6 separate regions of the Mus musculus genome follow, and regions 1, 2, 3, 4 and 6 are each linked to region 5. The links are chromatin contacts, called in public HiChIP or PLAC-seq and promoter capture Hi-C maps. All regions are on one chromosome and are shown on one strand. The core of a region is the stretch at or near the end of the contact, and the rest is flanking DNA. Distances in the headings are between cores, read along the strand shown. Region 1 overlaps Jazf1 (JAZF zinc finger 1). Region 2 has its middle 90 kb from the start of Snx10. Region 3 has its middle 25 kb from the start of Gm32479. Region 4 has its middle 79 kb from the start of Gm38811. Region 5 holds the start of Hoxa4 (homeobox A4). Region 6 holds the start of Snx10 (sorting nexin 10).

Region 1 (4,376 bases), core at 183-2,682, 650 kb before region 5:
GCACCATGAAAGGATAGTTTAACACAGACATTTCTTCAGTTTCATTGTGGACTGCCTGGGTAAGAGTTCCTGTGTGTGAGATGTCTATCCACCTCTGTGAGTTGGCTAAAGCATGGGTCTCGTTATGATTCAAGAGGTTTATAAATGACCCTACACTGTATAACTTCACTACAAGGGAATATATGGGATAATGTTCCACATTGCAAGTGAATGCTTTCAGCTCATTGATGGAGTGCTTTCTTTGTGCCTGAGGCCCAAAGTTCAGTCCCCAGTACTGGAAGGAAAAAAATTAATGCTCTTAACTGTTAAGAAAACTAATTCAGTACCTTTTAATACTTATGCTGACTTAAAACTATTTGAAAGACAAGTCTCCTGAGAGACTCTCAGACTAGCTGTGGGGGCACGCAGCTGTAACCCCAGAAGTCTGGAGGGCCTTTAGCTCAACACCACCTGGGCTATAGCTATAGCAAGACTTGGTAGAAGAAAATGAACAAAAAGGTTATTTATTGATTGTTTGCTGATAGTCAAGCAGACTCCAAGGCTCACAGTGTGGCCTGGGGAGTGCCTCTCCATCAGAGCCACGGCCTTCCTTTGTTTTCTTGTCACTTTCTTGACATTTGCTCGTTTTTATCTCTTTTGATTTATGTGCATGCATATCGGTGAGTGTTGCGGCAGATGCGTGCAGAAGAAGGCTTTAGACCCCCTGGAGCTGGAGTTGCAGGCAGTTGTGAGCTGCCAGACACGGGTGCTGAACTCAGGTCCTCCTCCAGAGCTGTGGGTTCTCTTAACCCCAGAGATGTCTCTCCACCTCCCCACCGCCACAATTTTATCTTTACAAGTAGCTTTCTTTCAGCAATGTTTTATATCAACCCCATCTAAAATGTTTTAAAATCAATATAAAATGCCCTTTAAAAATCCATGCTAAGTTCCTTAAAACACTTGAGAGAGCCCCTGCATTTTCCTAAGTTGCCACTTCATGAGAATGAGACGTTGGCTGAGCAAGTCTCAGCTGTGCCCACACAGTTGACTTCTATTTTCTTCTTCTCCCTAACTAGCCTTCCTAAGCCCAGGCACCGTATAGTCTCTGAGGGATCAGTCAGAGCCTGTATTCTTCCAGACCTTAAGAACTGTTAGGACATCGACAATAAAAAACAAGTCAGTCCCCTAAAGCTCTGCCATGTCCTTTGAAGACAGAAATTTACATCCCGAACAAGCCAGCAAAGGAGGGTTTTCCTAAGGCTTTTTTTTGGGGGGGGGGAATAACCAGTGCCAGCCTGCCCTTAGGAAACATCCTTCCAGTGAGCTCTGCCTCTGGGCTCTAATAATCGTGATATCCCTCGCTTCCACTTCTGCTGATGAAAAGCCACGCTGGCAAGAGGCTGACAGGCTTGCGGCCTGCAGAGGGCGCTAGAATACCATATTTTCTGAGACAATCCTTCTAAAAATCAGAAACTGGGAAACTACAGAAGGGGGAAGGGCAAAGCCTGAGGCTTCTTAATGCTTCCAACAGTCAGACCGACTGCTTGCAGTCTGGTAAACAGGCTAGGAATTGTGGGCAAGGCCTTTCCCTGCGTTTTGCACCAAGTGTGAGATCAGATGACTCTGTCCGGACTCATTACTTTCATAGCCTAGAGCTAGTTCACACAGCAGCAGGAGTCCACCAAAAAGGCATTTAATTAATGAAATTGAAACTGGTACTTATAACTGCTGATTAGTAGTACTCAGGGTTTTTTTTTTTTAAGTATTTCAAGTAATTTATAAAGCACTTACATAAATAGAAAGCTTTAAATGCTGATATTCCATAAAAAGTAAATAAAAATATTTTTATGCATTAAGACTTAATTAAGTGTCATGATTTCATGTCACAGATTTAAAACAGGGCAGGTGAGACCTGCCAACATTACTACAGCTGCGTTTTACATGCGGAAAGTAATTAAAATGGTCGTTTATGTCTTTTTCCACTTACGGGTATTTAGAGTGCTTGGTATTACACCATGTATTTTCCCAGCAATCATATCGTGGCAGTGTATCTTAGCAGCCGATACGTTTGTTGTTGGTGGAAAGGTGAGGGGAACATTGGTCAGATGAGAAAGCTGTCCTGCACCACTGAGAATGACAAGGACTTCTTCCTGCGAGAGGCCCTTGTTTCTGTTCACATTGGCCTCTTTTTTCCGTATGAACAAAACTTAATTAATTTTCACAAGAACAGTTTTTCCTTCTATTGTCAGGAAGAAAAACAGCAGAAGGCAGAAACTTGCCTGCCCGGTCACGTGACCCCTGAGTATGTAGACCTCACCCTGTGTGAATGAGTCCTGTTTGAAGCTGGTCTGTTTCTCTTGTTTAGCTAGGAATGTGCTAACCTTAAATGGAAGGAAGACCCACCCTCAGGAAGTTGAGTGGCAGTTAGCAGTGGGAATAATGTCCTGAGTTCACACATCAGAGCTGAACTGCAATTCTCTGGATAGAACGGAAACAGATCTATCACTGTGTACTTATTTACTGCTGTTATTTATGTTAACAATCATAGTAGAATTATTACTTGATGAAGTTTTAACGATGTACATAATTTTGTGCCCCAAGAGGCATCAGCCACCACGAGAGGCTGAAGTCTCAAGATCAAGCCGAGGTCCCAGCACTTTAAAACATCCTGAGTGTAATGTACAGCAAGTGCTAGGTGAGTCCAGGGCACTTGTCATTCCTCCAGCACGGCTTAACGTCTTTTCAAGCATTCAGTCACACCTGTGAGTTGTCCCGTTGCTTGGATTGTGTGAGCAGCAGTTGAGGATTCCGAGGTCACACAGTTACATAGAGTGGGTAGGACAGCCTTCATAGTCGCTTAGCAATCACCTATTAGGAACAAGGAGTGAATTTTCCTCTCTGCCTCTCCTTAATAGCATTGTAACAACGGGGCCTATCTCTAGTGTTTCTGTTTGAACTAGTCAACTAGTGATTATTTACAAGCAACACAGATACAACTGGACCGCCAGCCGGCCACCTTCCTTTTCCAGCTGTAACCTCCTCGTACCTGTGCCCTGAGCTTGCGGTCCAGCCTGTGAGCAGGGCGACGCGTTGTCAGACAGTGAAGACAGCGTGGGCCACTCGTGTTCATGGGATGATTGACAGGCTTACTTTTTCACTTAATTTTGGAGAAATTAAGTCATTGTTCATTTTTAAACTCCTCACCAATTGGAGAATGAGCGAACTTACATTTTTTTTTAATCCCTCACTGAGGTTAGCTCCATAAAATGTCCAGCTTTCATTCCCATCCCTAACTCCCAGATCCAAAATATGCCCCCATGTTCAAACATTGTAATTCTGCAAAATATAATTTTCAAGCCTGCACCAACGAGGTGGTCTCCCCCCCCCCCACCTTGGTTAGCATTTAAAATTGCTTGCCTGTGTTTCAGTGCCACTTCCTTCACTTATGGAGCAGCTGTCCTGGAGTCAGCTCTGTAGCTTCAGAAATCCCAGCTCTGTGTGCCTGAGAAAGAGGAGTCTGAGGCAGAGGGCTGGCCAAAGGACCTTCCGGGGGCAGAGAGCTGGCCAGAGGACTTTATGGGGGCCATGTTTAGACTGTTCGCACTAATGAAACCTGAACCAGGCTCAAGCACTCCTTCCCAGCAGTCTCTGCCATTCCTCACAGTTCACAGCACATCAGTGCAAACCACCAGATGCCACGGTCAATCCCACTGGCTGTATTCTGCCCCTGAAGTTATCGCCATTCTGCTTCGAGGTTCTACTCCTTAGCTATTTTTTTAAAACTACAGCGAACAGGTAATCTATAGTCAATTCATACAGAAAAATGGGAATTTGCATTGTTGGCAAAAATCGCCACAGCTCTTCTCAATGGAATAGCCAGGCAGCTGCTGGCAAGTCTGTCCTCAGATCCCACCGCTCTGGGCAGCAGCACATGCTCAGTGTTACTTGGCGAGTCAGTAACACAGTGTGCATGTGCTGTAGCATATGGGCCGCGCCATTCCTCCTCTGCGTACGCTGCTGACAGCCCTCCTGTGCTGACGATACTGTAGAGATGCCGGCCACATGACCTCTGCCCTTCAGAAGTGAAGTACTGTTAACATGTATAGGAAAACAGAAGTGACTGAGTGCTGAATTCTGTGGCTGTCTTGGGTTGGAATTGGTGCTCACACACGGAGGGAAGTGTTGCTAGTGTGCAGATAAAAATATTACTTGATCCAGAAAGTAAAGAATCACTAGGATTTTTTATTATTTAACTAAACGTGAAGAAGAAACCCTAGCCTTAGTTCAGATGCATTTGCCAATATTGCAGTAGCAAATCATAGCTAGATCTCCATGAGAAGCATTTGGTGACTGTTCCTCACGCGCCCCAGAGCTCACTGGAAGGTGTCCCACTCATT
Region 2 (4,373 bases), core at 1,736-4,235, 580 kb after region 5:
TGTGAGCTTATTCTAGTTCTCCCACAGTGGTGAGCTGTCACCAAAATTCATCTGCTTTCGGTGTGATTTCGGCTCAATCATGTTTTTATCTTGACTAACGGGACTTCATTCTCTATAGTGTGACTTCTACGTTCACCATCTTTACCACAGTGCTAGAGCTGGACTCTCACCAGGGAGCTGAGGGGAAAACTTGGTGGAAGAATTCACTGCCAGGCACATCACAAGTGTGCTGCATGATGGAACACAACTTGGGCCAGGAGTGGGAAAACAGACACACGGCTGATAGCTGCAGGTGGTTGACTTGGCAGTGTGGGCCAGCATTGAACTGTACATTTCTTTGCCTCAGAACCTCCACTGCTGGACATTTACCCTACAAACGTTTGTCTACATTTGGAAGTGCAAACACATGCTCAATGTTGTGAGGGTAGAAATGGCGGGCCTTTAAAAAAAATGGCTTCCTTATCCTGTCGAACTCGTGCAGTCATTACAAAAGATGAGCAGAGATGTTCAATCTACTATTAATTAATAATCAAGACCTTGAAGAATAATGTTTCTTGTTAACTCACTTGTGTAACTAAAGAACAGAAACATACAATTGTCCACGTACAAAAGTACTGGAAGAATATACAAAAAAAAAAAATCAGTGGTTGTGACATTGCAAAGTATAGAAGAAGGAGCGGAGGGAAGATTTTATCTTGTTTTATATAGTTGAATTTTGTTACTACTGAATATGTCGCCTTCATGATTTTTAGCCTCTTTCATCTTCTTACTCACTTTTGCTTTATCTATCTTGGGTTAGCCATTAAGTTTTCTCAAGATTGAGGTTATTTATTTTGTATTAATTCTCTCTCTAACATAAATCTATTTCCCAAGTGTGTTCTCCCCAAACCATTTCTTCTCTTTAAATATAACCTTCCATAGCTCTTCAGCCTGTGGTTAATCAGACAAAACTCTAGTACATGAACCTCACTGCAAATATTAAGTTTCAATTTTTTAAAAAAAGATTTATTTATTTTATGTATGTGAGTACATTGTCAATCTCTTCAGACACACCAGAAGAGGGCATCGGATCCCATTAAAGATGATTGTGAGCCACCATGCGGATGCTAGGAATTGAACTCTGGACCTCTGGAAGAACAGTCAGTGCTCTTAACTTCTGAGCCATCTCTCCAGCCCCGGAGTTTCAAATTTTATATGTAGGAGAAAAGACTCGACATCAACAGACAGTGCCTGGATACAGGAGGTCAAAGACCCAGGCGCCCTGTACTGGGAGCCACGGGAGGGCTTATCTGGGGCATTTCTGGTTGTGCTTTAGGACCACGAGCACTCCAATCTCAAGATATGGCCATTATCTCCGGATCATTGCCACGATAGACCCAAACAACTCCAGTCTATCGTGTCAATGTGTATTCCGGGAGTCTTTAGTGCACGGATCATTGGTGAGGCGTACCATAAGAGCCCAGTAGGAGCCACGGCCGCATGTGGAACCCAGCACACACTCCGGGACTCCCCCAGGCCAGATCATTTGCAGCGCGCGGTGCCAATGCATACTCCGGGAGCCCTTACTCTGCTGCCTGTGCGTGATGAGGAACAATACACACCAAAAGTACTTACGAAATAGTCACAGCACATACACAGTATTCACTTTTCTAAATGACATGTCAGTGAGTTTAGCGTGGGACAAATAACCCCTAAACGGCACAAAACACTCCTAGAAGCCAACATAGCACACCATGAGACCGTGGCATGACTGCGGGCACGCCTACTGTAAACAAAGGAAAGAACGCATACCCATTAAGCCACGGGCTACGGGCTCAGGCTCCGCTGTGTATTGTCAGGAGGTTCCCCACCCCGACAACCAGTTCTGATGACTGTCCTTTTCCCTGCCCAGTTTCAACCCATCTGCAGAGGAAGAGTGGGTGGTACAATCAGAGCTAGAAAGTTCCTTGGGTCTTGCACCTCCATACCAACACTGCCCAACAGAAATAGAATATCAGTCACAGACATAATTGTAAATGTTGTTCTCAGCCACACAGCTCTAAAGAATAGAAAGCAATATTTGACTATAACACTCTATTTTATTTCACACACTATATCGAGAATATGAGCCTTTCAACATCCAATCAGTACTTTACAACAACGACCGAGAAAGTTCACTCTCTTTCCCTCACACCTTATCTTTGCAGGATTTGGACCACACTGTAGGTCCCAGATGGCCTGATGGGCAGCTGGGAAATGAATACCAGGTGGGTAAGGGGTCATGTCTTCCTTTGCCCATCTAGACAGTGTGCCTGTCTTTCTTCTTCCTTTCCTTATCAAGACTGCTAGTGTTTTCATGGTGGCCTGGGCCGGTAGGTCCGATATGGGTTTTGTAATCATAAACATGCTCATAAATACGTATTCAGAAAGACAAGAGGACAGTCCTTTGGGCCCCACAGCTAAACGCCAGCTTTAGGTCATCTCCTTGCAGCTGAAGCTGAAGGTGATCAAGGATGCCAGCAGAGAGAGAGAGAGAGAGGGGGGGGGGTGCAGAAAGGACTTCAATGTGAAGATGGTTGGTTGTGCATCCCCGGGGTCGCAGGGTCACTAGACCTAGGGGCGGCCTCTGATCTGAGACTAGGAGTCTCATCAGAGACACAAAGGGGAGGGAGGGGTGTGACAACGGAGACAAAGCGGCTGGGAAGAGAGAGATGCGAGCACTGGCGGCGGCGGCGCAGCCCCGGGACTCAAGGGACGGCCGGGGCGGGGGCGGGGGATGGCAGGCGACACGGCAGGCGATTTGAATATCAGGCTCTGCCACACTCGGGGCGCCGCTGACAACTTCATTACCTCCGCATATAAAAATGACTGCCGGGGAATGCAAATGGCTCGCGCGTCTCGACCGCCTGCCCCCGCTCCGCCGCGGGGCTGCGGGCCCGGAGCCGCCACCGCGCCGGGGTAATGAGCGGCCCAAGGCGCCTCCTCCCCGCTGGCTGGCAGAGCCTGGACGGCGTCTAGGGCGTTGCCCAGGCTCCGCCGTGTCTCCCGTGCCTGACGCTCCGCTCTCATGAGAGCAGTGTTCCTAACCTTGAACCCTGATGGCGCGGGTCCTGCCTATGCCCAGGTCACCACCCCGGAGGGCACACGACCTCAGCCTTAAAGAGGGTTCCCATCTATGCAGCTGGGAACGTGGAACTACATGCTGCTCCTCAGCCTTTCAGATCCTGCTGCCACCCGGAGGACACGGAGGCACCTGCAGGACCACCTCCCTAATCCATCCTCCAGATGGGAAACTAAGGCAAACGGAAAAACAGTATTTACTGGCGCCTTTGTCCTTTGGTACGGAAAAACCGAGGTCTCCCTCCTTAGCAAGAAGTCACACCTTGTGACAACTCCCATGGAAGGCCACCATGACAATAATTGAGCGCACCTTCGAGGCTCTCTCTATGTGAAGTGCAAGGCAATGCCACCTGCTTTCCTCGACACACACACAACCTATGGCTGTCCTGGAAACTGCAGCTTTAGCTAAGCCTGGAAAGAAACCCAGGGTAATCCAGCTAGGAAAGCTGTATATTCCCACCACCCTGGAAGTTTACTTTCTGGAGCCCTTCCTGCAGTACAGGACCTACCTACCACTTTACCCTCCCTCTCCCACTGCAACCAGAGATCAACACAAGCAATCTCTGCCTTCAGGGATCAAGTCCTTGCCATGTCCAAGGATTGGTTTTGAAAAGAGTGCGTCACCAGTTCTAACCAACACCATTTGAAGAGACATCAGTAGGAAGAGCCAGGGAAACAGGAACTTCTTGTCCTAAGAAAGTGGAAGAGATTTCCATTACTCAGCTGGGTGTGTGTGTGTGTGTGTGTGTGTGCGTGTGTGTGTTTTGCTTTGACCTAGTAACTACAGAAGAGAACGGTAACAAAGCTGCCCTTTGTTGTGGAGAGGAGACTCCTTGGAGACTTACCAAGTTTTGTGTTCAAAAGCTACATAAGAATAAGGACTACAGCCTGGTGTTGAAGCCACCGAGACTTTAATTCCAGAACTCAGGAGGCAGAGGCAGACAGATCTCTGTGAGTTCAAGGCCAGCCTGGTTTACAAACCAAGTTCCAGGACAGCCAGGGCTGTTATAAAGAGAAACCCTATCTTAGATAGATAGATAGATAGATAGATAGATAGATAGATAGATAGATAGATAGATAGATAGATAGATAAATAGATAGATGATACGGACATACAGACATACATACACAGACAGATGCTACAGAACAAAAGAATAAGAAGGAGAGAGAGGGAGAGCAAGAAAAGAAAGTAAGATTTTTTTTTTACAGTTTCTTTTCTAATTGTGTGACTGTTTTCATTTTTAAAAAGCAAAGCTACACAAAATAGATACTAT
Region 3 (4,220 bases), core at 609-3,108, 860 kb after region 5:
AGGGAGGGCAAAGCCCTCCTCAGGGCCCAGCTGTAAATGCTAACTGTGTGTGCAGAAAATGTCCACTAAGGCTTTCTCCCTATGGAAGTTTAGAACCTGAAGAGATTGCTCCTCCAAAGGCTGCTCCTACGGAGATTAGCCACCCACCTCCATGTTTACTTTCGTGTAATAATCCCACCTCCTGGTTCAGCTGTATGCAATAACTCTGCTTCCCAGTCCAATTGTATATACTATACACTCTAGGGTGCCCTGGCTTCTCCGACAGAGAGCCCAGCCATGCAATCTCAGCCTTCTGTGTCTGTCCTTTGTTCATTCCCCTTTGCCTTGAGTTAGCGTTCCAGAAACCAAGCCATGCAAGGACAGGGCAACCTTTGGAGACAATGTGGCAGGCGTGATACAGTGACGTGAGTGGTCAGCTTGGAGCCAGAGGGTCAGGACTCCTAGCCACAGTCTGCAGAAACAGAGGGACTGGAGAGTAAGCAGCCTGCTGATGTTGTCATCCACTGCTCCTCTGTCCACAGAGCCGCCTGAGAGAACGGAGTGTGCTGGATACTGTACTGTGTAATCCATGCATTATCTCATGTGGCTGGCCCAGCACTCTAGACTGCATAGTCATCTTCCCAATATATACATTTAAAGATGAAGAAAAGTCTCCCCTCTGTACTCTCCTTTGCAACCACACCCTTTGGTCTTTAGGTCTTCTTCCCAGGGTTCCCGACTTCTGAAGGCATTTATGATTTATGGCCTCTGCAATCTCAGGGGTGCACAAATGGGAAAGCAACCCAAATGTAATTTCGGAGACGGAAGAGTGGTGAGAGATATTGAATTCACCCGATTCCCCTCCTTGGGTGTGGCTGGGGCTCTTCCAGATGTCCCCTGTCACCACTCTAGGCCTCTTTACTTTGGCTTGCAGCATGCCTGGGGCATGCTGGGAGATCCATAGTGTTTGTAGAGACCGCTGACTCTGAAGTGGCCACTCAGACACTAATAACAGAAGCAGGGAGCTGGGGAGATGGCTCCTCGGGTAAAGAGCTTCCTGGGCAAGCTCGGGGACCTGAGATCTGATCCCCGACATCCACTTAAGAAGCAGTGTGTGGTGACGCATGTCTGCAATCCCTGGGCTGGGAAGGCAGAAGGAGGAGGGTTTAGGGGCTTGAGCTCTAGTTAGTCTACCCCAACGGTGAGCTCCAGTTTCCCTGAGAGACCCCATCTCGAAAAGTAAAACTGAAGGTGATTTAAGACACCTGAGACACACACACACACACACACACACACACACACACACACACACACACACGCACAGCAGGATCATTCATGGTCTCTGTCTTGTGTCTGTGTGAACCTGACACTCTCTCTCCATGGGGATCCTGAGATTTCCATTTCTACATCTGACTAACCAATGGGAGCTGGGAGCAGTAACTGCAAACACAGAACAGCCAAAACAAACAGCAAGCAAGCAAGCAAGCAACAAGCAAGCAAGCAAGCAAACAAACAAACAAACCTATGTGTACTGGGAGTAGGAAGGGAAGGGAGCCGGGCAGAAAATATCCCTGCATTTGTTAGAAGGAACTTAGTGCCTTCTTCCGGAGCTGATGTAAATTCTGCTGTTCACAGCACAAAGGCATTTCTTTCCACTTCTTGCTTGCTGTAAGCAAGGTTAGAGACCAGAGCTGAAAATGCCTTAGTGTTAAACTACTGCCTGACACAATGAAACAAAGGCAGTGTTTAGCTCTCCCTTTTCAACATAGGAGCATCTGTTGCTATGTTAAAAAAAAACAAATGCTGTGGGAAGCCTAGTCCCAAGGGGACAGTTTGGATAGTGGGCTCCGCTCCTCCCGCCCCCAGAACAAGACCAGCCAACAACAACAGGAGCCTGACAGCTGGAATCCATTCTGGATGTCTACACTGAGCATTCACCCGTGATTAGATTTGTTTCCACAATGGTCCCAAACTCATAACATGCACTTAAAATCAAGACCCCCTTCCCAATCCCCTTAAATAAAACCTAGTCTGTGAGTCATTACTCTTTATCCAGTTCAAACTTGGTGGCTTGAAGAAGCAACCACTAAGTGCAACATGAGCCCAGCAGTGAAGTCTCCGAGGCGGGCTCACACACCACAGCCTCTGATAAACATCGAGAAGTGGGCGTTGGGATGGGAGGTTCTTGAGGAAGAGCTCTAATTGTGTAAATGTTCATACTCTTTGGCCCTGGATGTAATCAAGTGATCTTTGTGCCTTCCAGATTTTTTTTTCTTTTTTGTTAATCAAGGTGATGTGGATGATTTTTTTAACTTACATTTTAAAAACTTACATTTCATTGATTTATTGTGTGTGGTGGAGGAGGGCTCATGCACACATGTGTGCACGCGTGGAGGTCAGAGAACAACATGTGGGTGTTGGCTTTTTCCTCCCACCACGTGGGGTCTGGGGCTCAGACTCAGGTCACCCAACAGGCTTGACGGTCATTTCCCATACCCACTGAGCCATCTCACCAACTCCAGGTTAAATTTGACATAAAGTCACAGTAAGAATGATTTTGCTTTCCCAGGGCCACTCAGGTCACATTCAGGAGAGGGGACATATGGGACAAGGAGTAAGAACACCTCCACAGGGAAGGTGGATGGAGCGGTGGATGGTAAGGTCTTTCAGGTTTAGAAGAGCAGGTTCCTGCACAGAACTGAGTTTTGCCCCAGGCTTGTCCTGCTGCTGAGAAATCAGAGATCCCGTCTCTGCACAGACACGGGGGAAATAGAAACTGTACATTTGCTCCGGGGCTTTTCCTCAACTCTCCGAGCCTGGATAAACACAGAACTGCATTTCTTGGACTCAGACCCATCTGGAGTAAGGAAGCGTCCTGCTGCATTGGCTAGACATCAACCAGCGGCCACAGGCGAACGAGCAAAAAGAATGGCCTCTTATCCACGGTGGGAAAGAAATGGTGTGCAGGATTCGAGGTCACTCCACAGTGCTGGGAACACGCCAGTCAATCCGGGCGAAAGCCTCTCCTGCTTTTCCTGTCATACTACCTCTGTAGGCCAAATGTCACCGTTTAGAACCAGCCTGAAATCTTACTTGAAAGCCAAGAAGACAGATGCTAAGTGGATCCTTGTGTTTTGCCAAATCCAGATTGCTTCACAGCTTGTCCTTGTGATGTTCCCACCACTGACTGGACTCCTCTGGGGCTTTCAGTGAAGCGAGGAGAGTCACCGGATCATCATGGTTGTTAGGGCAAGAAAAGGCAGAAAAGGTAGGAGACTGACGGAAACATCGAGACTTCACGGCTGACAGATCATAGGTAGGTCTCATCAAAGGAGAAGTTTAAGTCCAAATCACATAGCCCAGTGGGACCACCACTTTGGTGGGCTCCCATGTGTGGAGCCTGCTCTGCACCATGGCATCGGTATCCTCACAGTCCAGGCTGGCACTGTTGCAGGGGGGCAGAGCACACGGGCTGCTAGAGGATCCCTGCATACTTTATCTACTATAATGTTGTTAGTTGCAAGTTGCATCAACAACCCTGCGGCCCCAGACACTGCTCAGGGAGCACCAATGCAGCCGCGAGTGTGGCCTAATCACTCATTTGGTGCCAGGCTCTGTGCTGTTTGAGGAACCCTGAACTTTTCCCAGCAGCTTACAAAGTTGGATCTTACACACAAGTACACCAAGGCGAGTTGAGGAGAGGCTGCCTGCCCCGCGTCTGAGACCATACTGACTCCAGGCCTCATACACTAAGTATGAAGAGGTGTCTCCTGTCCTTGGCAATGTGTACAGACTGCAAGGTGGTGTCCTCAGTTCCCCTATGCTGGGCATTTCTGTTCCTTGGCACCATTGAAGGGGCTACACAGATCTAGGGCTACCCCAGGATCAGACTACTCAATGGGTCTTCAGGAGCTACACCCCCTGTGAAGGACAGACTTTTGAAGCCACTGGACTGGAAATTCAGGAGGTGGGGTCCAGGCATGGATAGATTGTTTCTAAATAGCTGTCAAATAGCAGATCCCCCATTCCGCTGCTCAAGAGCATAAACTGGAAGTGGGGGTCACTGGCCAGTCTTGGCACGAGTCACAGAATGTCCTCTGGAATTCTTGTGAATAAGGCCAAGGGCTCGAAGGCTGCAGTGTTGGGCTTATGAAGGCAGAGGAAGAGCTTTCTGAGCTATGGGAGTCACAGTCTCCTCAACAGCTCGCCGCACCTGAGCAGAGAGCAAGGGCAGAGAGGCC
Region 4 (4,499 bases), core at 258-2,757, 560 kb after region 5:
TGTCCAAATCCATTGAAAGGCGTACTTTAGCAAGTTCACTTCCCATTGGTGAGACCTTTCATCTTTGCGCTGCTTTCCTGATTGGATTCAGTGTCACCTGCACTTTGGGTGGCTGTGTGCACCAGCGGCTGACAGTTTGCTTGTGAGCAAAGGCAGAGGCAGAGGCAGAGGAGCACAAGTATAAATCGGCTTTACTCCATCATTAATTAAAAAACGATTAAATATCTATCAACATGGTTATTTAAGAAGAATTATGAAAGCGCTGCTATATAAAAAAAAAAAAAAACCACACACGCGTCAGGTACCGAGCCCACGGCACTGCGAACCGGAGATGCTGAAATATGTGCCTCTGGTTTGCAGGAAGAAGCTCCTATAACTATAATTCTAATTACAGAACTCTAATTAATGTCAACAAGGCTCCCGATAACTTCATTAAATCTTTGGAATATTTGTATCATCTGAAGACAATCTCTATCCATTAGGATGAAGAAATCCTTTAAAATAACTTTTTCTAAATGCTGCTGCTGTGTTTTTCTTCTTAGGAGACACAAGTCATAAAACTTACTCTAACATTTACTTCATCTCCAGATCAGTATTGCAGAAATTCTCCAACTCAAAATAAAACCCTTCTATCCCCCTCCCCCCAACCCCTGCCCCTGCCCCGCCCCAGAACAGATGTAACATGGGTGTCAACTACTGTCACTCTCTCCCTTAAATAAAAACTGGCTCCAGCTCGGGCCCACATCCTGTGGGAAGGCCAGCATCCTGCCCCTAGATGTCTGAGAATGACTGAGAGTTAATGTTCTCAGGGTCTCTCTCTCTCTCTCTCTCTCTCTCCCTCTCTCTCTCTCTCTCTCTCTCCAATGGCTCCTTGCAGTTAGATTCTTGATCACACTTGTCTCTGGTCTCTTGTGGCTGAGTAAGACTCTAGACCTTGTACACAACCCTTTTCACTTTATTTCTGACCCCAAAAGTCTCCAAGTGTCCGTCCGTGGGAAGACGACCTTCCATTTCCTGTCTCTTGCCATCTTGCTTTCTCCCTGATTCCATCCTCCTCCCACCCCCACCCCCAGTTCTTTCTCCTCCGTCCTTCTGTCCTTCCGATTCCACAGTCCTGAAAACTTCTTCCTCAGAGCAGTTTGCTATCTCTTCATCCAGCCCCAGCCTGTCCAGGCAGTCTGTGAGGGCTTTATCTCTACAACCAAATGCCTCTGTTAAGGTGGCCGAGAGTCTCCTCCCTGAGAGGAATTCCAGGCCAGCTCTTAAAACAATAACACTTTTCTCCAGGCTGTCCATACACTGTGAGAACATCTGGCTCATTTCTAAAAGGTTCAGGAAAAGGAAACACAAAGACAGCTAAATTCATGATAAGCACTGTAGGAAAGCATTGAAGGTGTGCCACAGACAGGAGCATAAAATCAGTATTTGGGGGGAGGGAGGGCTGTAACTTGAAGGTGGGGCCTCTTATTTCAAACTCATCCTTCGAAGGCTCAAAGGACTAGTTTGTAAAACAACCAGAGAGCTGTGTTAAACTGATAATGATCCTGCATCCAGATAACTTTCTCTGCCTTGAGGCTCCTGGGAGATTCTTAAATGGGGGTATGTGAGAGAGACTGGCTGATTTCTCACTGCAAACTAAGCCAGAACCTAAGAGGAGACAATGCAACCCCAAAGCTTAGAAAGATACAGAGAATTCCAGAGACAGGCGAAAGGTCAATTGTTTTCCCTACCCTCTCAGAATGGAGGAGACCAAGTGTCTCTCGGCTCCACACAGAGCCCAGGCCCCTGGTAACTATAAGGATGATAAAGCAGGGTGTAGCTCACATGCCCGTGGTAGGCCACCAGCCTTAGCAAAGTGGCAAAGCCCCAGAACCATGAATGTAGAGAGTGTTTCCATTCATTGCCCAAGTCAGACACATCCTGACCTCTAGCAGGACAATTCATGAAACCAGGCAATGCATTTCTTCTGCCTATTGTGGCAAAGTACTAACAGTTTCTAAACAAATGACATTAGTTAAGTCAACTAAATTTGAGCCTAAATAAAAACACTCATGTTAGCTCAGAGCTGGAGACATATATTCAATCTACTATACTTAACTCAGTGGTAAACAGGTTAAAATGCCTATCCAAATACTCGTAATCAAATCATTGCAAACTTCTTGAGTGAGGAGTTGAGCAGTCTGTTGATAACAACATCTATTAAAATATTGAGGCTCATCAAACATTTACTCCTGCTGTACCGAGGCTGCCTGGAGACATGAGAGGCTGTGCACTAGGGTAAGTGTCACATTTCAAGAGACATGGAAAGAAAGTGACTTCTTAGACGGTTATACCTGGTTAGAAATGTGTTCTTTGAATCCGACTACATGTGATTCATTCGATGCAAGCAGGGCATGCATGCTTCCTCTAGTGTTGTCGCCAACCTGAGTGTCCTGAGGTCTGAGGACTCCAGAAAACCTCACAGATTCAAACTAGCTGCACAGAGGGTGGTGGCTGAATTAAAGGGTTTGCATCGCCAAGTATTTTAGGACATACCACTTTGGATGATTCTACATCTGGACGGTACCTTCATCTGCGGGTCATTAATGTGTCAACTATAGGTTCCAGGCTCCTGTTTAGATAATATGGTAAATATTATTTGTAGATGGTTATTTCAGGTGTCAGAGTATTAAATCAACACATTCTTTACACTCCTACCTGGGGAGTCACCTCTTTTACATATAATTTCTCTCTTTAAGTAGGTCAACACCACCCTGACCAAATGAACTAGGACATGCTCAGAAGTAACCAAGGACGCATCCATGAGGTCATACTACAACTCTCATGGTGAATCTGAATCTCTAACCTAATCCAGGCGACACTGTAACAGCGCCCAGTATGACTTACCTGACCTTGCACTGAGACACACTGTATGACTTAACTAATCCTGCACTAAGGCGTCTCCTTTGACACAATCGGTTGGCAGCAATGCACGTTAGTGCAAGCAGCTGAGTAGAGTACAACCTCCCAAGCTGCCTCGAAATGAAAGTCTCTCATTATCACTGGCCATTAATGTATACTGGACAAATCAATGCACACTGTCACATTTCCTCCTGTCCTTTTTACACGGTTTCAGTTCTAAGCAACAGAGAACCCTGACCCCACTTGCCGCCCAATGAGAACATCTCTGCTTCCACAGAACTAGAACTTAGCACTCCGTGTCAGTAGCCCTTTGCTTGCATAGGACGGACATCTCCTATGTTGTGACCTTGTACAGTTTATTTTTGCCTCATCGCTTTCTTCCTGTTCCTCAATGCTCCTACAAGGAGGTGCAGGCAGCCGTCTTCACTGCCCTTGCAGTGAGTGGCCTTTTGGGAAAAAAGGTCTGAGTTACCCTTCCCATACACGACTCAGGGTTGATTCTGACAGGTTCAAGCTGGTGGCTGACTTAGACATGGGCAAGTGAGCAGAAGTCAGCTGGCAGAGCTCAATAGGCTTTCCCACCATGGAAGAGACTCAAGACAGGAGGGAGAGGGATTTTCTCTGTGTCCCAATGGCTCTCACTTTGTGATGTCTGGAACCTCAGCATCTGTTTATGGCAATGGGGGACACCTAACCAGGGCAGACAGATGAGAAGGAAGGTCGGTATTGAGCTATCCACGTAACTCATCACAAAACTGTATTTCCAAACTTCTACTTCTATGATGTGTCTCACTGCGGATCAGATCTGCATGTGTGGATCTGCGAGGCAGCAGGACTTCACTTTTATTTGTATCTGTGAATTCATTAGCCATTGTCGCTTATGTGGTTATAGAGCTTGGACACAGAACAATGAATAAAATAGGCAGGTCCCTGCAATAGAGACTGTGTTCTAGTAAATGCTGCCCGTGCATTTGTGCATTAGCCTTCTTCACTTAGTGCACCAAAGCAGGAGAAAGAAGAAACCCAAAGCTGATAGAGCGAGAGCTATGTAGCATTAACATCTACTATATGTGAGAAGCCCTCTTTCCTCCTCCTCTGTCTCTGTCTCACTGTCTGTCTCTGTCTCTGTCTGTCTGTCTGTCTGTCTGTCTGTCTCTCTCTCTCTCTCTTCTCAGAGTTACCCTGGCTGTACCAGAACTCACTCTGTAGACCAGGCAGGCTTCCAACTCACATAGATCCACCTGCCTCTGCCTCCCCAGTGCTAGGATTAATGGCTCATGCCACCATGCCACATGCCACCATGCCAGGCTTGAGAACACTTCTCAAAGGCTATCTTATCCTGTCACCACGATCACACAGGTTTCTGACAAGGTCCCCATTTTACACTGAGACTCAAAGGGCATTGATGGTACCATCAGGTCAGAGCCCAGACTGTCACCATCTCTCTCAACTCTGATCCATCAAGGCAGCAGCACAGGAAATATGCTCAGCAGGATCAGAGCAAAGCAAGTCGCACAGCTCCCAGCACACCAGATATGGACCTGTCACAGACACCCATCTCTTACCTCATCTCAGGCCACTGTGTGCACATGATGATT
Region 5 (4,612 bases), core at 687-3,186:
CCAGTCTAGAGAAGATATCTAGAGATTAGAATCTTTGTTGGTTTCCATCTATGGCTCAGATTTTCATTTAAAAAAAAAATCATGGTGCTTCCTGTCAGTGGACAGCTCTCTTTACCAGCACAGACACCCAGTGTGGAAAATCTCTTTGTACTACTTCAGGATGATTTCAATAAGAAACTAACATGATCCTTTTTTTAACCTCTTTCCCTAAATTACTTTAAAGATTAGTCTCAATAATAGTCTTCATGTGTCTAAGCATTAAATGACTATCTATCAAATAGGATATATCCCAGTATTTAGTAGCTCAAGTGAGTAACAGATATGAATGAAGATAGAATGGATGTTCTTTCTGAAGTGTCTCTAGGCTTGGGTTATAACTTTCCTGGTCTGCGTTTGAGAAGGCCGTTGTTCTATCCTGCTCTCTGAAAAATCAGCAAGGTGCACCAACGGAAACTGCTTTGCATACCCAGAGGAGAGTTATTTTTTAGAATGGCGGTGATAGTTTGCACTGCTTTACCATCATGCAAAGGATCTAGGCGTGTCTGCTATTCAGAAGAAAGAAAGAGCACAATTCCAGGTACGAGTGAGGCATCAGTATTTACTTCAAAGATCAACATTAGGTGGAATTAATAAGTAATTTATTTGTTAATAATAATGGCATAATTAGTTTACCCATCAAATTTCAATTACCAAATGGCAGGCAACAGTCCCTTCTCTCTCCTTTCCAGAGCTACTGATATCGTTAAAATGCTAATTTTTCAGCAATCGCGGGCTGGTCTGTAAATATAGCCCTTGGTTTAGATCCTGCACGAGGAAACAGCATCCAAAAGGAGAAGGGAGGGAAAAGTTAGAAAAGACCGATTGACAATTAGACCAGGCAGGGTCTTATTGTATCTCAAACTTGTTTTTGTTTGGTGATTGTTCTGAAACGCGAAGTTACTGGATTCGAAGCCGGGTTTTGTGCAGGCGTCGTCTCTCTTCCCACTCTGGGGTGGAGGTCTCACAATAGCGCCTAATAAAGGAGGCACATTTAGCTCTCCTCAGCACCTCCATCAACTGCAATATAGGAAGGTTCCAAGTCTTTAAATGAAAAAATAATGTACAAATTCTGCGTCTGAAAGAAAAAAAGTAAAAATAAGTATCCACGAGGTTTTAGTGGATCGCCCTCGCTTGCTGTACTTCCTTGACCCGCTTGTTCAGCGGCCCTTCTACCCATCCTCCCTGTGCAGCTCCAGCCCTGGCTTCGCAAAGCAGGGACTCCCTAACAGCCGGGTGGATGTGTAGGGCGTGGACAAAGAATCAAAGGGCGAGAAAAATGGGTCCGTAGGCCTCCTTCGTTTTATTCCAGAGCTAGGATAAAAAGCCAGGGTCTGCCTCTTGGTCCCAGTGCCCTTCCCTCTCCTGGAGGGCCTCGAACCCTCGGAGGACCACCCGAAGCCTGGTTGGACTGGAGATCGGCGCTGAGTCGTGGCGACCAGCTGCCCAGAGGCCTAGGACAGACGTGGGCAGGAACAGGGCTCGAAAGGACCCGCAGTCTAACAGGCCCCAACTTCTCAGCCGGAACCCAAGTTGGGGGGCCCGAGGAACCCAAGCTCGCTTCTCCCACCCTGAAGGCTAGCAGCATCCATCACGCATCCCCCGCGCGTTTCCTGATCCGGGTCCGCGCGCGCGGATTTCCCATTGGCCGGATCGCAGCACGTGGGGCGCGGGGGCGGGGCGCGCAGGGCCACGGGGAGCGCGCGCGGGCGGGGGAGGAGCGGCGCGGACTTCGGCGGCGGCGACGGCGGGAGGGGGAGGGGCAGTCGTTTGACAGCGGGGGGAGGGGCGGGCGCCGGGGCCGGGGGGGGGGGGGGGGGGGGATGGGAAGCGCGGCGAGAGGGGGAGGGGCCTCGGCGAGCGCAGAAAAACGACACCGCGAGAAAAATTAGTATTTTTGCACTTCACAAATTAATGACCATGAGCTCGTTTTTGATAAACTCCAACTACATCGAGCCCAAGTTCCCTCCTTTCGAGGAGTTCGCCCCGCACGGTGGCCCGGGCGGTGGGGACGGCGCCGTGGGCGGGGGTCCCGGCTACCCGCGGCCCCAGAGCGCCCCGCACCTGCCGGCCCCGAACCCGCACGCGGCCCGCCAGCCCCCCGCTTACTACGCGCCGCGGGCGCGCGAGCCCAGCTACCCCGGGGGCCTGTACCCCGCGCCCGCCGCCGCCTGTCCCTACGCCTGCCGCGGGGCCAGCCCCGCGCGACCCGAGCAGTCCCCGGCCCCCGGCGCGCACCCCAGCCCGGCCCCGCAGCCCCCCGCGCCCCCTCGGCACTGCGCTCCCGGCCCCACCACCCCGGCTGTCGCGACGGGGGGCAGCGCCCCCGCGTGCCCGCTGCTGCTGGCGGACCAGGGCCCGGCGGGCCCGAAGGGCAAGGAGCCGGTGGTGTACCCCTGGATGAAGAAGATCCACGTGAGCGCCGGTATGTGGCGCCGCCGGGAGGGCAGCGGGCGTGGGGGCGCGGGGCAGGGCGCGGGAGGGGACCCCCATCTGGCCGGCGCTTTGGCTGTGGGTGTGTGCGCGCCGCCCGCAGCCTGGTCCTAACGTGAGAACCCTTTTGTACCCAGGGTCCCTTTATCCTGAGATTTACGAGACGCCAAACTGTTAGGGCAGTAATTATAGCCCCCATAAATTTAATTGCCCTGGCAGAGGCTCCCGGCCATGTGTCTTTGAAGCTTTTCTTCAGCCCCAAAGCCCAGCACCATTCTTTATGGCTCTCGGGTGTTTCCCGTTGTCAATAGCCTGTGAAACATTTTCTTTGCCTTTTTATGTATCTTGTGTGAACTTGGTGTCAGGTTATTATATAATGATGATGTCCGATTGCTCTTCCCCACCCTATCTCCTCTCTCCTCCCCTCCTCCTCTTCTACTTCTTCCTCTTTGGCCTTCTCTTTCGGGGTTCTGGTGTTCAGTCAACTCCAGTTATAACGGAGGCGAACCTAAGCGCTCTCGAACCGCCTATACCCGGCAGCAAGTCTTGGAACTGGAGAAGGAATTCCACTTTAACCGCTACCTGACCCGGCGGCGCCGCATCGAGATCGCCCACACGCTCTGCTTGTCGGAGCGCCAGGTCAAGATCTGGTTTCAGAACCGGAGAATGAAGTGGAAGAAAGACCACAAACTTCCCAACACCAAGATGCGATCTTCCAACACTGCCTCGGCCCCTGCCGGCCCGCCTGGGAAAGCACAAACTCACAGCCCACACCCCCATCCCCACCCTCTCCCTGGTGCTTCCACACCCATTCCCTCCTCCATATAATCTAGAGACCTGGATCAGTTTCTCTCACTTATGTGCCCTACTCATCTCCTGCTCCTGTCCTCATCTGCTCTTCCCTAAGTAAACCCGAGACACCAAAACAAAATCCAACTTGCTGGAAACCATAACCAAAAAGAAGACATTATCCCTGGTTGGTGTGACCCCTCCAAGAGGACGTCTGTCCTCGTCCTCGTTACTGCTTAGTGGAACAACCTGCTGACCTGGACAACTTTGCCAGGATTGGACACCTGTAAGAAAGCACTGGCCATCGACTACCTTTGAGTCAGCCAGACAGCACGTGCTGACTGGGGACATGTACTTGTATGCAGAAGAAGCAGGCCGGTTCCCAGCTTCCCAGCTTTCTAACCTTCCTTCCTCTTCTGCGTTAAGGCAGCTCACATGAGCTTTACTGAGTAGACTTTGTGGACCTCACCAGATTATTTAATTTTCAAAGTGTGTAGACCTTGATGGTAGGTGTGGCATGTAGTTTCCTCTCCTTGCATTTATTTAAGATACTGTTAGAGAGATATTGTTGTCTTATACTGGGGCACAGCGTTGGGGAGAGGGAAATGCATTTAGACTCACTTACAACTGTACAGAGAGATATGGTTGTATAAAGAGGAATGTGCTAAGAATAAACTTCAGTTTATAAGACATTAAAAACCTAAGAGACAGATTTGTGTGTGTTCTAAGCTTAAAAACCAAACCAAACCAAACTACCCCAAGCCTCCTCTTGGTTGAGATACTTGACCTAGTGCGCAGAAGCCTTGTAGACAGGGTGAGCTGGGGTCACATTCTAAGCACACTCACAATGTGTGTGTGTGTGTGTGTGTGTGTGTTTAACTTGGTCTGAATTCTTGCCAAGCTTGACCCACTGTGGAAGTGTTCCAAAAAGCGGGAAGGCTCTTGAGCCCTGAGAGGGCTCCTCTTCTTCCCAAACTTGGCCAGGCTTTCAGGCTTCAAGTCTCTGTAAGGCATAGAACCGTGTGTGTCCCTGCAGTGAAAGGTGAGACCTTGCAGAGCAGAGGCCTGGAGCTTCTGCAGCTGTTCTGTAGGCTGAACTCTGAGCACACTTGGAAACAGGCATTCCCTTGGCGTTTGCTGCACCTTCACACTTCATCTGCCTGTTTCCCTGGAGATAAAAAATAGTTTATGCAAAGGGTTGCGCTTGCCTTTTGGTTTTTGGCTGGTCTTAAGGTCTTTGCGCTGAGCACAGCTTGGGAATTTTTTGTTTGCTTCTCTGAGAAGAGCTTATAGAGTAAAGTGAACTTTCCCACCACACTCTCCAAAGCACCCTAGGAGGAAATCAGAAGCGTAA
Region 6 (4,340 bases), core at 1,625-4,124, 670 kb after region 5:
AATACTAAATAAAGCTTAAAAGGGCAGAGCCTGGCATACAGGAGTCCTTTTATAGAAACCTGCAGCACATTTGCTTGTTGATTAAAACTGTAAGCTGAGTTTGGAGAAGCCATAAATAGCTTGATGCCTTAGTTTCCCCAGATGTTAGCTGAGGGAAATAATAAAACTGGCTTTATAATTTGCCATCTGATTTAGTGAGACTAACACACAATGCTCAATCCAGTTCCTCACCTATGCTAGCCAAGTGCTCTACCACGGACCTCCCCTCAGCCGGCCCTCCACCACCACCACCCCACCCCACCCGCCTTCCCCTCAGTTTCTGAGAAAGGGTTTCTCTGTGTAGCCCTGGCCCTCCTGAGCTAGCTCTATAGACCTGACTGACCTCTAACTCATATACCCTCCTGCCTCTAAGTGCTGGGATTAAAATCATGTGTCACCATTGCTAGAAAAAAACCCCTTCAAATCATCGGGTGGCGGCACAGGCCTGTGACCCCAGCACTTGGAAAGTAGGGGCAGGAGGACCGAGGGTTCAAAGCCTCAGCTCCGCACTGAGGAGTAATTAATTAAATTAATAACAATAATAGTGTCAGATATGGCGGCTCAACACCTGTAGCCCGAGCACTTGAGAGTTCAAGGCCACCCTCAACTACAGGTTATAGTAGTTCACGTCTGTAATGGAAGCACTCAGGGGGAGCACTCAGGGGGAGCACTCAAAGTTCAAGAACAACCTCTCCCACACTGCAAGTTAGAGAGCAGGCTGGACCACGTGAGACATAGCCTCAAAAAAAGAAACCCTCCAGGTGTTGAGCCACCATATCCGACACTATTGTTGCTATTGATGAATTCATTACTTTTGAGGGAGACTCTCGTGTGGCTCAGGGCTGGCTTCAGGCCTAGCGTGGTAACACCTTTAAGAGCAGCACTTGGGAAGCAGAGGCAAGGAGATCTCTTAGTTCAAGGTAAGCCAGATCTACATCGTGAGCTCCAGGACAGAGTTTTGTCATTTTTGAGACAAGGACTCATAAGGATGGCCTGAAACCCCTGATCCTCTTGCTGCCACCTCCCAAGTGTCCTGATTACAGATATGCACCATCACGCCTGACCTGACCTGCCAGCAATGACTTAAGTAGCAAACAAGGGCACCAAGAATTCAACTCAGAAGGGTCTGAAACCAGAAGTTGTGGCTAACACAATGTCCTATATAGCTTCTAGCTGGAACATGGTATAGAGAGCTTAAATGTTAACTCATACCTATTATATTTCAAAAAAAAAAAAAAAAGTCCTTTGGTGATAAATAACAGCCCTAAAATCTAAGGGACATTCCACTTGGCCACCATCACTTCAGCCAAGGCCCTTCTTTTATAGGCTGGACCCTATTCTCAGGTGGTTGTTACATCCCAGCCCCAATACCAAAAGAGGAAAAACAAACTAGTTCCCCAATTGCTTAACTCAAAAATGAAAGTAGTGCCATGCCTGGACTAAGAGAGAGAGAGAAATGAGGACTGTGTGGCAAAGGAAACACTTTAACACAGAAAGCATGATGGCGCTTATTTCAAGACCCCAAACTCGGAAGGTCTTCCCATCAGTGAAGTAAAGGAAGTGGGTAACAGTTCAGAGCAGTGGAGAAAGAAGCACGCAGGCCAGAAGGCTGCAACCCCACCCCACCACCACCATGGGCACACCTTCTTTAGGGCAGTGCCAGTCAGGCCCGTGTCTGTAGCTAAGAATGCACTGACAGAACCCGGGATGGATGGTCTGGATAACTTGAGGAAACTGCTAATGAGGTCTTGAACATCTCCACACAGTCACTTCTAAATATATCTACACTTATATCGCTATTCAAAACAGTCTGTCAGTCAACCACTCCTTTAAAAATAAACGGGAGCTGGGGTGCAGCGCAGTGGTAAAATGCTTGCTAATGACATGCTCAAGACCATGGGCCTATTCCCAGGATCAGAAGGGAGGAAGACACGGAGAGGTTGGGTGCAACCCGAATGACTGTCCCGTTGTATCCTTGCCTTAGCGACAGGAATCAAGCGAAGTCACGCTTGATTGTTGCCAGGATACTTAACCTCCTCCTTCTCCTCCTCCAGAAAAGCCCCCCTCCCCCCCCCCCCCCGATTGGCCACTGGTTGAAGGAGTTCCATAATACCCCCAGCCCACTTCCGGCCACTCCCACAAGCCCACTCCCCGGACGAGAGGGATTTTCACACACCCCTCCCACCGGGTGCATGCTGCTCCACCCTTGCAGACCTTGGTTTCCCCTGTCGCAAACTAAAAGGGTTGATGGAGATCACGAAAATTGAGATCAGTGTTCTCAATTTCTGATCCATCGCTCTCCACGCGCCTGTGCTTTGCGGAAGCAGACATCCCGTGACCATCCCCTTAACAATACTTGTAATTTTAGCAAAGGAGTGTGATGTGTCCAGAACCGATAAAACAGGCTGTTGCTTCCCAATCTCAGCAAACCCGATCATCAGCTCATCAGCGTGGGTTTCCTCCGCGGCCTTTTCCATCAATCCCACAATCCCATGAAAGAGAAAAAAAAAAAAAAAAAACCTCCCCTGGCCCTCCCAGCCTCTAAACTCAAAGGTGCCTGGCCTTGTATTCGGAAAGAAGTGGGGGTCGGGGAGAGAACCTGCTCGCTCCAGCAGCCCCGGCGTCCCCAGCCGAGCTGAGCAGGTGCCGGGGCAGGCGCGGCGCCCGCCACCCGACTCCCTCCCTAAGGCTCAGTTTACTCACACGCGGTTCTGAACGCCCGGCCCGGAGCACGGCGGAGTTTGCTGACTCAAGGCGCGGCGGCGACGAGCGCCTAAGAGCGAACCCGAGGAGCGCAGCCCCGCGTCCAGCGCACGCAGCGCCCCGCCCCGCCCTGCGCGCCCGCCGCCGCCCCCCACCCCCACCCGCCACTGCCAGCCTTAACGTAGGAAAGGCCACCTAGCTAGCGGGTCTTTCTCCCTACCCAGCAGTGAGGAATCAAGATGAGAGAAGCCAATAACAAACAAGCATGACTAGATGTTAGCAGGATCTCGATGGAGGGCATATACTGTTTGCTATAACAATATTTTTAATATCTCCGTAACTTTTTAAAAAATGTGTTTTCATGTACGATGAGGAGAAAGCTATGAGAGTCTGCCAAAGATATGTCCGGTTCCTATAGATCATCTGAGCTGGCTCTCACCCACCTGTGTGCATGGCTCAAGGCTGAGAGCACTTTTTGCCCTTGCAAAGGACCTGGCTCCCAGCATCCATACAGTAGCTCACAACTGCCTTTAACTCCAGTCACCACCCTCTTCTGCCCTAGCACTCACGTGGTGCACATACATCCAGGAAGCCAAAACAGTCATAAAATAAAATAAATAAATCTAAGGACAAAAAAGAAAGACTCAGCGAATCTTGGACCATCCAGCATCCTCCTAGAAAAGTTGTCCATGACTATATTCCATAGCTACACTGACCTCCTGAACAAAACTTGCCAAAATGCAATGTCTTATCTTAGACTCGTATCTCTGAGTGCTGCATCATTGTTTTTTTTTTTTTTTTTTTTTTGCATCATTGGTATTTAATGACCTAAAATTGCACCCAAACTATAATACATGCAACCATCGTTTGTTTTGCTTTTTGTATGTTTGTTTGTTTTTCGAGACAGCGTTTCTCCTTATACCCCTGGCTGTCTTGGAACTCACAGATTTTTGAGTTTAAGGCCAGCCTGGTCTACAAAGTGAGTTCCAGGACAGCCAAGAATACACAGAGAAACCCTGTCTTGAAAAACCAAAAAAAAAAAAAGTACAAAAACTTTACTATGAGAGCATTTAGCCCTGGAGATTGAGAATTGAATATGTGATATTTATACAGCTTAAGCCTAGGATCTTAATGTATTGTTTTAAGCAATCTGGGCACATTTCAAACCTATGTTCAAGTAATGTCTACAAAAATTCACCCTAATGGAATAGTCATTTACTTTATACTTTAAGTACTCAATAGCTGGTTTTAAACTACAATATGTTAGTATACAGTATTGGAGGACAATAGAATTTGTTATATTTTGTTTTTGTTTGTTTGGTTTTGTGTTTATTTAAGACATGGTCTTAATATATATAGCTGTCCTGGAACTCTATGTAGACCAGGATGGTTTCGAACTCACAGAGATCCGCCTGCCTCTGCCTCCCAAGTGCTGGGATTAAAGGTGTGCACACTCTGCCCAGTGTTTGACAATGCATTTAAGATTTACAACATTTATGGATTTAGCACGGTAATGACTGAAACACGTGTGCAATCTCAGCATTCAGGAGCTGGAGGCAGAAGGATCATAGCATGTTTGAAGCTTGGTTGTATTAGGA

The links. Promoter capture Hi-C pulls out the DNA fragments that hold promoters and counts their contacts. HiChIP or PLAC-seq counts read pairs in DNA pulled down with a chosen protein or histone mark.
Region 1: a contact with region 5 is called in an H3K4me3 HiChIP or PLAC-seq map of craniofacial prominence, with 3 times the contacts expected there. The contact joins the enhancer-like site here to the promoter of Hoxa4 in region 5. A contact is called at or near these places in 6 of 39 promoter capture datasets (cranial neural crest, frontonasal cranial neural crest, hippocampal neurons and 3 more), 4 of 115 datasets of contacts at active chromatin or transcription factors (craniofacial prominence, differentiating embryonic stem cells, embryonic basal ganglia and 1 more) and 1 of 9 other capture datasets (embryonic stem cells).
Region 2: a contact with region 5 is called in an H3K4me3 HiChIP or PLAC-seq map of bone marrow-derived macrophages, with 2.6 times the contacts expected there. The contact joins the enhancer-like site here to the promoter of Hoxa4 in region 5. A contact is called at or near these places in 6 of 39 promoter capture datasets (the C10 cell line, the HPC-7 cell line, embryonic stem cells and 1 more), 1 of 15 datasets of contacts at CTCF or cohesin (embryonic stem cells), 4 of 484 Hi-C or Micro-C datasets (embryonic stem cells and induced pluripotent stem cells), 15 of 115 datasets of contacts at active chromatin or transcription factors (bone marrow-derived macrophages, craniofacial prominence, embryonic forebrain and 7 more) and 1 of 9 other capture datasets (liver).
Region 3: a contact with region 5 is called in an H3K27ac HiChIP or PLAC-seq map of stem cell-derived neural progenitor cells, with 3 times the contacts expected there. The contact joins the enhancer-like site here to the promoter of Hoxa4 in region 5. A contact is called at or near these places in 4 of 39 promoter capture datasets (3T3-L1-derived adipocytes, the C10 cell line and liver), 4 of 115 datasets of contacts at active chromatin or transcription factors (bone marrow-derived macrophages, differentiating embryonic stem cells, embryonic forebrain and 1 more) and 2 of 9 other capture datasets (embryonic stem cells and liver).
Region 4: an H3K27ac HiChIP or PLAC-seq map of extraembryonic endoderm stem cells shows a contact between it and region 5, with 6 times the contacts expected there. The contact joins the enhancer-like site here to the promoter of Hoxa4 in region 5. A contact is called at or near these places in 2 of 39 promoter capture datasets (the C10 cell line and liver), 3 of 115 datasets of contacts at active chromatin or transcription factors (bone marrow-derived macrophages, extraembryonic endoderm stem cells and pancreatic cancer cells) and 1 of 9 other capture datasets (embryonic stem cells).
Region 6: a contact with region 5 is called in a promoter capture Hi-C map of the HPC-7 cell line. The contact joins the promoter of Snx10 here to the promoter of Hoxa4 in region 5. A contact is called at or near these places in 5 of 39 promoter capture datasets (the HPC-7 cell line, embryonic stem cells, liver and 1 more), 1 of 15 datasets of contacts at CTCF or cohesin (the NIH/3T3 cell line), 1 of 484 Hi-C or Micro-C datasets (bone marrow-derived macrophages), 8 of 115 datasets of contacts at active chromatin or transcription factors (bone marrow-derived macrophages, embryonic hindbrain, embryonic stem cells and 3 more) and 2 of 9 other capture datasets (adipose tissue and liver).

The regions. Positions count from the first base shown.
Region 1 is chr6:52,835,962-52,840,337 of GRCm38.p6, reverse strand. All of the region lies in intron 2 of Jazf1 (JAZF zinc finger 1), which reads left to right. Among named protein-coding and RNA genes, the nearest start is that of Gm52903, 28 kb to the left of the region's middle. Within about 2 kb of position 1,432, at least 51 of the 459 cell types and tissues checked have an H3K27ac peak or open chromatin away from gene starts, as enhancers often do. A contact at or near this core is called in craniofacial prominence, where this site is marked.
Region 2 is chr6:51,611,268-51,615,640 of GRCm38.p6, reverse strand. No RefSeq gene overlaps it. Among named protein-coding and RNA genes, the nearest start is that of Snx10, 90 kb to the right of the region's middle. Within about 2 kb of position 2,985, at least 172 of the 459 cell types and tissues checked have an H3K27ac peak or open chromatin away from gene starts, as enhancers often do. A contact at or near this core is called in the HPC-7 cell line, bone marrow-derived macrophages, embryonic forebrain and 4 more, where this site is marked.
Region 3 is chr6:51,331,794-51,336,013 of GRCm38.p6, reverse strand. No RefSeq gene overlaps it. Among named protein-coding and RNA genes, the nearest start is that of Gm32479, 25 kb to the right of the region's middle. Within about 2 kb of position 1,858, at least 66 of the 459 cell types and tissues checked have an H3K27ac peak or open chromatin away from gene starts, as enhancers often do. A contact at or near this core is called in 3T3-L1-derived adipocytes and stem cell-derived neural progenitor cells, where this site is marked.
Region 4 is chr6:51,630,424-51,634,922 of GRCm38.p6, reverse strand. No RefSeq gene overlaps it. Among named protein-coding and RNA genes, the nearest start is that of Gm38811, 79 kb to the left of the region's middle. Within about 2 kb of position 1,507, at least 27 of the 459 cell types and tissues checked have an H3K27ac peak or open chromatin away from gene starts, as enhancers often do. A contact at or near this core is called in extraembryonic endoderm stem cells, where this site is marked.
Region 5 is chr6:52,189,027-52,193,638 of GRCm38.p6, reverse strand. Hoxa4 (homeobox A4) reads left to right here and starts at 1,936. Exons shown (of 2, transcript NM_008265.4): 1 at 1,936-2,461; 2 at 2,951-3,957. The coding sequence starts at 1,951. The coding sequence ends at 3,297. All of the region lies in intron 2 of Hoxa3 (homeobox A3), which reads left to right. LOC115490409 (a long non-coding RNA gene) reads right to left here. Exons shown (of 2, transcript NR_168044.1): 2 at 579-1,114.
Region 6 is chr6:51,522,437-51,526,776 of GRCm38.p6, reverse strand. Snx10 (sorting nexin 10) reads right to left here and starts at 2,874. Exons shown (of 7, transcript NM_001127349.1): 1 at 2,743-2,874.